2 separate regions of the Triticum aestivum genome follow, and region 1 is linked to region 2. Evidence: chromatin contacts called from public Hi-C data. All regions are on one chromosome and are shown on one strand. Each heading gives the region's core, a stretch centred on a gene start, on an enhancer-like site or on the middle of the called end of the contact. The rest is flanking DNA. Distances are from core to core; before and after follow the strand shown. Region 1 holds the start of LOC123079734 (aspartic proteinase PCS1). Region 2 holds the start of LOC123079731 (probable protein S-acyltransferase 16).

What was found. A called contact is a pair of places that touch in the nucleus more often than the background predicts.
Region 1: a contact with region 2 is called in a Hi-C map of leaf, with 5 times the contacts expected there. The contact joins the promoter of LOC123079734 here to the promoter of LOC123079731 in region 2. A contact is called at or near these places in 3 of 5 Hi-C or Micro-C datasets (all in leaf).

The regions. Positions count from the first base shown.
Region 1 is chr3D:467,533,267-467,538,308 of IWGSC CS RefSeq v2.1, forward strand. It overlaps LOC123079734 (aspartic proteinase PCS1), which reads right to left and starts at 3,619. Exons shown (of 1, transcript XM_044502529.1): 1 at 2,059-3,619. The coding sequence starts at 3,493. The coding sequence ends at 2,192.
Region 2 is chr3D:467,073,248-467,078,584 of IWGSC CS RefSeq v2.1, forward strand. It overlaps LOC123079731 (probable protein S-acyltransferase 16), which reads right to left and starts at 2,466. Exons shown (of 7, transcript XM_044502526.1): 1 at 2,046-2,466. The coding sequence starts at 2,321.

The sequences.
Region 1 (5,042 bases), core at 2,369-4,868, 460 kb after region 2:
AAAAACATCGACACTTCAGGCAAGGTTTGCAGAAACCACACATTTACGAAATTGTGCCAAAAAACACTAATTTTTTCATAATTTTTTGCAAAAAACACTAGTTGACTGTTTTAGCCCATTTAATGACGATTATGACAGATGGAGCCCACTTTTGTTGACGTGGCGTAACGGTTCGAGACAGTCGTCGTTATACGTTTTTTTGCCAAAAACTCCTTAAAAAACAAAACAGCCAGCCACCCCTCCCAACACTGCTGTCCCCTTCCTCCCGGCCTTGCAAGCTGCGCCGCCGCCGTTGACTGATGTCTGAGCCGGCGAAGCACGAGCGCGCCGGCGTGCGGACCGAGGCCGTTGAGTCAGCTCGGAGCGGTGGAGGCCGACATGTGCACGGGCAGCAGCGCGCGCCGGCCGTGACGGGCGCGAGCTGCGGCGGCCCCGGCCATGCGGATGCGGGCATGCTGCTGGTCAGCTCGGAGCTCCGAGTGGTGGAGGCCGAGGTGCGCGCGGGCAGCAGCGGCGCCGGCCGCGACGGGCACAAGCAGCAGCCACGCCGGTCGCGCACGGGCAGCGGCGCGCCGGCCGTGCGTGGACGAGAGCACCAGCTCGGGCCACAAGCAGCAGGCGGGATGGGAACGAACAGCAGCAGCCGCCCCGGCTGCGTCTGGGCGCGTGCCGCGACGCCATGAGCGAGTAGCAGCGGGGACGGGAATGAGCAGCAGCCGCCGCCGCGTCGGCCGCGCATGGGCGCGTGCTGCGACACTGTGCGCGAGCAGCAGGGACGGGAACGAGCAAGAGAAGCCGCGCCGGCCGCGTGTGGGCGTGAGCAGAGGCGCCGGCGGCCATGCTCCAGGTGAGCTGCTCGGGTGGCTCGAGCTCGAGCTCCATCGGCCCAGGCGACATGAGTCAACGGTGAGACAAATCTAGCAGCTGATTGCTTTTTTGATTTTTAATTAAGGGGGTCTTTGTAAAATTACAGGGTCTATTTTGTAAATCTAGAAAAACCTCACCTAACGGTGTCTATCCTGAACCGTTATGCCACGTCATCATTTGCGGGACCCGCATATCATAATCATGCTCAAAACGGTCTAAGCCGTCAACTAGTGTTTTTTGCAAAAAATTATGAAAAAAATTAGTGCTTTTTGGCACAATTCCGTAAATATGTGGTTCCTGCAAACCTTGCCTGAAGTGTCGATGTTTTTTGCAATTCACTTAAAAAAAAAGTTAAACGAGAGATGACTGCTCCTACACTGATCGAGTCACAGGCTCCTAGCCATTACCTGGTCCGATTTGAACGATCTCCTCCTTTGCCAATGGGTACGTAGTGCATCTCAATGTTCGAAACTTACAATTTACTGCTCGCATATTTCATACAACACGCCATCCTTTGTCCATAGACATAGGCCAGACATAGCAGCGGTCACATTCCATGGCACGATGTTCTAAACTTACCCCTCACTGCTGCCTGTCCATATACTTTTTCCATGTTACAGTAGTACTAGAACGGAATCCTTATCATATGGCGCGACACAAAGCACCCTGTTTTGCGACGCTCGATGCAGCTTTGCGCATTTTGTCAAATCAAATTCAAACAAGGCAGAAAGGAGACGACTGACTATAGTCGTAAACAAATATACCTATCTAATACGAGTGGAACCTTCTTGCGGTAGGTGTATTAGTAATCGTCGCGACAAACCCGTGTCGGTCCGCTTCTTTATCACCGGTGTCGGCAGGCAGCCCACGATCGCAGCTCTCCTGAACATTCCGCTTCTGTTCCGCCATGACTGCGAAGGTGCTCGCCACTATTCCGTTTTCCCGGACGAAAGCGTCTCCAGGTGGCACCGCCGTCACGTGCCTTTCGGAGGGGACGAGACGGTACCCCAACCTGCCGTCACTGATGCTTCGTGTCTGTACCTCCAGTCCAGCATGCGCGGTTGATGCCTGTATGAATCGTAGGTTGCATATAGCACATCGATTCGAGGCGACTCGACACGGCGATGTTGATGCTGCACCAGAACTTATCCAGGTTGCGAAGGACGTCAAAAAAGCGCAGAGAGAGGGAGCTTCCAGGTAGATAGATAGGTTCATTGCCATATTTACATGCAAACCTGTCAGCTCGATCAGTCTAACAACGGAGAAAGGTGGCACGTACGTACTACTGCTAATTTACACCGTGGATGGTTAACGCCAAATCTCGTCAGAGCAGGAGGCCGAGGCGCTCGCTGGCCACGTCGCAGCGGACGGGCGCCAGGCCGACGCGGCCGCGCTCCAGGTCGTACTCCACCCACACGTTCATCTGGTGGTGGTGCCCGATCACGTACGCCATGATGGGCACCATGTCCGCGTTGCCGAACGTCAGGCACCACACGCCGTCGCCGCCGCGCCGCTCCCCGGGGACCTTGTACAGCAGCCTGTCCCCGGCCACCGCCATCTCCGCGCCGTTGAACAGCAGCGTCACGCTCGGGAGCCTCGCCGCCGGCGGGGTCCGCCCCTGGGGCACGCGGAAGCACGTGTCGAACGCCTCCTGGAACGCGAAGCTGGGGTCGTCGAGCGCGGGCAGGAGGGGCCTGGCCTGTCGCGTGAACTCGGCTTTCAGTGCCGAGTAGGCGTCGCCGAGCAGGAAGGTGAACTGCGTGCCGGAGTCCACCATGGTCTGCCCGGCTCCGGTGTGGTCTGGCGCGAGCACCGACGCCGGGATGGGCAGGTGCTTGGCGCCGACGCGGATGCCCAGGAGCTGGACGGAGTAGGCGACGCGGTCGAAGTAGGGGAGCGGCAGGGCCGGCTGGTACAGGGGCGTGTAGTTGAGCGGCAGGAAGGTGGGCAGGTCGCTGTGGCCCAGGAGCAGCACGCCGGCGTCGTCGCGGTCGGAGATGCAGTAGGAGAAGCGCCGGGTGCTGGCCTGCGAGACGAAGGAGAGGGCGCCCCTGTTCATGCCCAGCAGCCCGGCGCTCGCCACCCCGTCCGGGGAGGAGTCGAACGCGGAGGCCATGCAGCCGAACGCCGCGCGCAGCGGCGGCCCGCCCCCGACGGCGAAGACGTCCGTCGCGAGCGCGCCGTCGGAGGAGGACCCGTCCGCGTAGGAGAGCGACACGCTGCACCGGCTCGACGCGCCGTCGCAGGCCGGCGGAGACGGCAGGTCGCGGGAGCGGCACTGCGCGGAGGCGCAGGGCACGGCGGCGAAGGTGGCCGAGGCCCTCGGCCGAAAGGACGTCGCGCTGTACTTGTTCCTGGCGCCGCCCGCCGGCGCGCAGAGCAGCCAGGACAGCTCGCTGCCGGTGTCGAGCACCATGGTGACGTTCTGCGGCGGCGTGCCGACGGCGAGCGAGACGGTGAGGCTGACGTTGTGGTGGAACCGCAGCTTGCTGGGCTGCCGCGGCAGCGCCCTGGCCGGCATCTGGCGCGCCCGCAGCGCGAAAAGCTGCGGCCTCGCCCCCGCCTCGGACGGCCACGGCGCGGCAAGCAGGACGAACAGGACGAAGACGAGCAGCGGGGGAGGCATGGCGGTGGTTGGGATGGGAGCAGGCGAAGGCCGGGACCTACGCGTGCATGTGAATGCTTGTGTTGTTGGATTCCGGTGTGGGGTTTTGGTTCGGGGTGGATTTTATGGGGTGGCGACGCGAGCGCGCAGTGGCGAGTGGAGGGACTGAGATCCAGTGCCTTTATCAAGTGAAGTCATGCTGCAACTTTACCCTGGTAATCTCCATCCAATCCACATCCTACGGTCCAGATCACACAAGGGAAAAGGCTCTCAACACTTAGCAGTTTTCAGGATAGCAGCAAACATCAATAAGCTGCAAACAACGATGCAGTGGCACTTGAACTCAGTTTTATTTGAACAGATTGAAATCCAAAAAATAAAGAACTGCAGATACTCATGAGCAGACTATAAAACAAAATTTGGTTTGGTTATACAGTAGTGCATATGCAATCAAAGTGGAATAAATCAATTGCAGTTGACACTAAATCCAGTAGAACTTGATATTAAAAGGCTGCAGCGCATAATGTCCGAATGCTACAGCAATAAGTGTCAATGTTGAGTAATCATCTATACAAAAACTATGCTGAAAACTGCTAAGTGTTGAGAGCCTTTCCCCTTGTGTGATCTGGACCGTAGGATATGGATTGAATGAAGATTAGAAGGGTAAAGTTGCAGCATGACTTCACTCGATAAAGGCACTGGATCTCAGTCCCGAGTGGAGTGGAGTGGTGGTGACGACTGACGGACGGAAGGGAGGCCGCGGGGGGTCACTGTCGCAGGGAGGCAGCCGGGGTTCTTTGCACCTGTCGTCTTCTATCTTTGGAACCACGGAGCGCCAGCTGGGTGGTCAGAGACATTTTAAGTCGGAGTACGCGCCAGTGCTGAGGTTTTACTGCAGCAGTAATAACGCGTGCAGTACTAGCACAGTATCTACGGAGTAATTGGAAAACTTTTCGTGGAAGCTCACACGGTCGGATTCTCTGGACCGGTAGGCCTCCTCTATTTTCAGTCAAATTTAAACGGCCGATTTAACCATGATGTTATGAGCTACTCCATTCACTTTAAGATATTTCAGTATGTTGAAATGAGTGAACAAACACACTAAAATGCGTTTATATACCTTTGAGTTGAAAAAAGTTACTCTCTCTGACCCATATTAATTGTCGCTGATTTGTTATGGACTTCCGGTGTTGTACTAGCTTTTTCATGGAGTATCTACGGTGCAATTGAAAAAAAATCATGGGAACATGAGTTAAAATTTGACCACCGATTTAACCAGAGAAATATAAGTTATGTTCCATAGAATGTATACCATTGAAGACATGTTTCAAATGCAAACCCCATGGTCTAATGGTATAACTTTTGGGCATATGGCTCATACTTTTTTAACCCGAATTACACGGGTCCTCTTTAATCTAGACCGGAGGGATAACTTTTCTTTAGAGAAAAGGCATACGCCCGACTTTATAAAGTCATCAGGCAGAGTCCCAACACCAAACAACAGGTTTCAGCAACGAAAGGCAGAGAGTACGAAAGGCATTACTGGTGGCACGCAGGCCAGGTAACTGTG
Region 2 (5,337 bases), core at 1,216-3,715:
TCTTGGCCCGTCCCTTGCCCATTTGCCACCACACCCGGGTTCCGATGTGGCGCGTCGCTGAGAGGGTTATGCCCCAACGAAAATCTTTTGGGTTTCATCTCCATAAGAGTGGCTGAGTTTTTACGTTGGCTCACCAAGCCTAAGAAAAAAAAACAAATCTCTCTTTTCATTTCTTGAGAGTAAAGACAAAAGGAGTTATATATCCTTCCCTTACGACTCAGATCCACCTGTTGAATAATCGGATATAACACACACCACTACAGGTCACACGAAACACAAACGTCAGCAAATCGTTAACCTGTGCCACTAGCGACACCCACTTGTTCTTCGGGTTTGTCATTGGCGGTACTGGTGCCGGTCATGACATAAGCATAAATAAAATCCAAGCTGACCCATTGGTAGGAGGCACAACTAACAACTGGCAGCTGGTCGCGACATTGGTTCATGTTTTTGATCAGTTGCGTCACCTTTGCACTTGAAAATGGAAAAAAAAATCTATGTTTATTCTTTTACTTTGTTTTTTAGTATGTTGTTCCCCTTTATGATGAATGAACTTTTATATCCATCTGACATCCTTCAAGAAATTGGTAGCGGTTCATTGTCGGCACGCTGTGTTTTTTCCTTTTGGTGCCGGACAGCACAGGCTTCTTAAAATGGTGCTACTGCTAACACTAATTCTTTCCATAGCTATAGTTAGAGCTGAGACTTACACTATACGTAATAGACTCTGTGATAAATAAGCTAAAAACAGACCAGGGGTTTAATGATATAATGACTGCTGTGTTACATTTAGTGAGTGTGAATTATTTGTGCAAGTTAAGGATGGTGAGTGGTACACCATGCCATCATTACCTTGCTTGCCACTACAGGTCACACGAGACCCAAACATCAGCAAATCGTTGACGTCTGCCACTAACGACACCCACTTGTTCTTCAGGGTTTATCGTTGGCGGTACTGGTGCCGGTCATGACATAATCATAAATAAAATCCAAGCTGACCCACTGGTAGGAGGCAGAACTAACAACTGCAGCAGATGGCGACATTGGTTCAGATTTTGATCAGTTGCGTCACCTTTGCTCTTGAAAATAGGGAACAAAAATCTATGTTCATTCTTTTATTTTGTCTTTTAGTATTGTGCTCCCCTTTATGATGAATGGATTTGTATATCCTTCCGACATCCTTCAAGAAATTGTCGGCGGTTCATTGTCGGGATGCTGTGTTTTTCCTTGTCGGCATGCTGGGAACAACGCAGGTTTCCTAAAATGGTGCTAATACTAATTCTCTCCATAGCTATAGTTGGAGCTGAAGACACCCTCTGTTCACTAATGTATGACATTTTGGGAGTTTAAATTCAACTACCAAAATGTCGTGAACAGAGTATATTATACGGAGTAATAAACTGTGTGATAGATAGGCTAAAAATAGAACAGGGGTTTAGTGATATAAAAACTGATGTGTTACATTTGGCCACTATAAATTCTTTGTGCAAGTTAAAGATGGTGAGTGGTGACACCATGCCATCATATCTTGCTTGTCATGTCAAAATTATAGTTTTTATTGATTACTAATTTTTTTCTTATATTATAAACTATATGACATTGTGTAAACAGTTTGTACTTCCATGTTCGTTTTTGTGGACTTCTATGTTTTAGGTTGCAAAGTACTCCATCCTGAAATCCTGGAACCGTCACTAAGTACAGTGTGTCAGTGTGCAAGGATGCAGAGCAGGACACTCGTCAGACCCATCTTGGACTTGGACATCCACCAGTCCACCTCCCACTGAGATGTTACCAAGATTGACTGATTGAGCTAAAAATGGCAAAGCAGCCTTCCGCTTCAAAGATCCAAACCCCACAGACGGAATCACCAGCTCACTGAATCTTGCTTCCAGGTAATGTTCTACCACATCTAAATCCAAGACCCCAAATGTCTGAGGCCTAATTCGGTAACCGGAAGACAGGGGCCACCGGAGAGATCCCATCTTCGAAGCGGGATCTGGGTGCGGTGCCGGTGCGGGAAGAGGGAGGCTGGCGGCCGGTCATACCTTGCGCTTGATCTCATGGAGGGGGGTCTCGGCGTCCTCGACGTCGGGCACGAAGGCGGGCGGCACGCGGCCCGGGTCGCGCGTGACGACGAGGCCGTAGGCGGCGACGCAGGCGAGCGCGAGCGTGGTGTAGGCCGCGACGTTGGCGACCCCGGCCGCCGTGGCGAGCCCCAGCCACGCGGGGATCGCGAGGAACACCGCGGTGTAGTAGACGTACCCGATCGCGGCGAGCACCGAGATTATCGGCAGCGTGACGTACCCCGGCCGCCCCGCCATCCGAGCAGCCTGGCCGCGGGAGGGCCGAGAGCGGCGCCGCGCAGCGAGCTAACCGAAGCAAAGCAAGCAGCTTGCTGGCGTCTGACGGGGAAAAGGGCGTGCCGGGTCGGTGTGGGTGCGATGTGATGGTGGCAGGCGGTATAGCGGCGAGTGAGACGCGGGCTGCGGTTGGTAGGCAGGTGGACGTCCGGAGCGCGGTGCGGCGCCGTGCGGTCCATGTGGTTGCCGGGGAGGCGTCCGGCTTTGGCTCGCGTAGCCGTCACGGCTGCGGCCTTTGCAATCAGAGTAAAATCATCCTAAATGATAAGTGTCACCAGATGCATGGCATTTTGGTTCTACGTTTTTTATGATAATTTCAGTCACGTGAGGTCGACAATTTCCAGTGACGTACGGCAATTTTAGTGTCACATGTGAGATGAGTGTCACATGTGAGATGCATGGTATTTTGGTTTTGATGTTTTTTATGACAATTTCAGTCACGTAAAGATGACAATTTCTAGTGACATATGGCAAGTTTCTGTTAAAAATAAGCTCACGCACGAAAGTTGTCATGTTTGGCAACTAAAGTTGTCATCCTCGTGTCACTAAACTTATCGTCAAAAACGTTCGGAGTTGTCATATGCTTGTACCTTATGTATGGCACTTATCAAGGTCCTCACGTATTTGAGGCGCACATTTCCTCCGTTCTTGAGCGCTCGGCCAAGGTCATTTTGATTGCCTGTTTTAGGGGTTTTGGTTGCCCTTCTGACCAATGAAGTTTGAATGCCAAACCTTTTTTTTTGCGGGCTCAACACTTGTATTACTCATTCAAAGTATCATTACAATCTTCAGCAACTATCTCCAAAACTTCTGGAGGACCTGACCCTAACCAAGTCATAGTCCTATTATTAATACGACCAAAAGCAGCTAACTTGTCGCTCGCTTTATTTTGCGAACGATCGACATGAGTAATACAAGTTTGATGTAGATTCAATAAAAACCTAATCTCATTCACTAAGGAAGAATATATTGAGCGATCCGTGCTCCCACATGTGATCATGGACACCGCAACCGAAGAATCCATCTCAATTTCGATCGCATGTACTTTGCGTTGAATCGAAGAAGATAAACCCTCCATACAAGCACATAGCTCAGCCTCCAACGCATCCCTGCATGAATACAAAGCTCTGCAAGCTGAGAAGATAATCTTCCCTGAAGAATCCCTCAAAATCATACCCGCACCAGCATCTTCGTTCGAACCAAAAGCACCATCAGTGTTCAGTTTAGTCCAGCCTTGGCTCGGTTTGGTCCAGCCAAGCGACTTGGTCACTTGTATAACCGGCTGCCCTCCCGTGTCCATGTTGATATAAGATTTACCTTTAACAGGATCGGCACCATTATCATGTTTGATTGCCATTAGTGACTCCAAGTAGCTCCGCAGGAATCTGACAGACACGTCCATTGGCGGGGCCGGTTTGTGGTGCACCACTTCATTACGTACGAACCAGCTTCTCCAGAAAATCATTAGCAGCATACATCTCTCCATCTCAATCCTTGGAGCTAAAACTTGCAATAACCACTCCTTCCCACAATTGGCTATCGATTGTAGATTAGGGAGTTTCCAGACTTTTGCCATTTCCATATATAAATCCCGACCGAATTGACATCTTAAAAACGGATGAAAATTGTCCTCAGTCTCAAGGCCACAAACTGCGCATATACTGGTAGTTTCAAGCCCTATCTTATGTTTATTCTTCCATGTTGGCAATCCATCAGTTGCAACTCTCCATGCAAAGTTTGAAACAGTCGGCGGTGCTCCACAATTCAATATGAACTTCCAACAACTCCTCGCTCCCGATGGCGACGAGCTAGAAGATGCAGCATTTGCCCTGCGTGTTTCATCGAAAGCCAAGTGGTAGGCACTCTTCACAGAGAAGACACCCGACCTGTCCGGACCCCATGCAATCACGTCCTCTCCGCGCCTCGGGGAGGCTCTGATCTTTAAGATTTCCACCACATCTGCTTGGACGAAATACTGATTGAGTGTCTGTATCTTCCAAGACCCATTGTCATTTAGTAGGTCCGAGACATACCGGATGCGGCATAATCCCTGTCTAGAGATATAGGTTTATAGGAGAAAGGACGTGGGATCCAACTATCTCGCCACACCCTAATGCTTCTCCCATTGCCCACTATCCAAATTAATCCTTTCTTCAATAGATCCAAGCCATGGCTAATAGCCTGCCATGAGGACGAAGCGTTCCCAGTGAACACCATATCTTCGATCTTTCCATTAGGGTAGTATTTAGATTTGAGCAACCGGGCACAAAGGCTATCTGGTCTAGTAATAAGCCCTCCAAGCCTGACGAGCTAGGAGGGCTTGGTTAAAAAGACGAAAATCCCGAAAGCCAACACCTCCCTTATTTTTCGGTTGCATGAGATGATCCCAGCCCTTCCAATGTACCTTCCTCTTACCCTTCTCCGCACCCCAATAGAAATTCCTCACCATCCTAGTGAGATCATCACAGACTGAGAACGGCAGTTTAAAAACTCCCATTATGTATGTGGGCAAAGCTTGGGCGACTGACTTAATGAGCATCTCCCTCCCCGGCTGAGCTAGGTATCCATCCCCCCACTGAACTAGCCTTTTGGTAAGACTTGTTTGGAGGTTTTGAAACTTCCCTTTAGACATGCGACCCTCGGGTGTGGGTAGACCCAAATACTTCTCCTCAAAGACCAAGCTTGTAACTTGTAGAGCATCCCTAACTTGCTCTTGAACCGGGACCGGGCAAGCTTCACCAAAGAACATAGAGCACTTGTCATAGTTTAGACTTTGACCCGCAGCCGAACTGTATAGATCTAGAGAGGCTTTAACCTGCTTAGCTTGATCCCTCGATGCCTTGAAAAACAGCAGCGTATCATCTGCAAACAACAAATGTGATATACCCGGTGCTCTCCTACAGATTTTAACTGGTACAATATCGCCAGCCTGCACCCTAGACTTCAGAATAGTTGAGAGTCCATCTGCAACAAACAG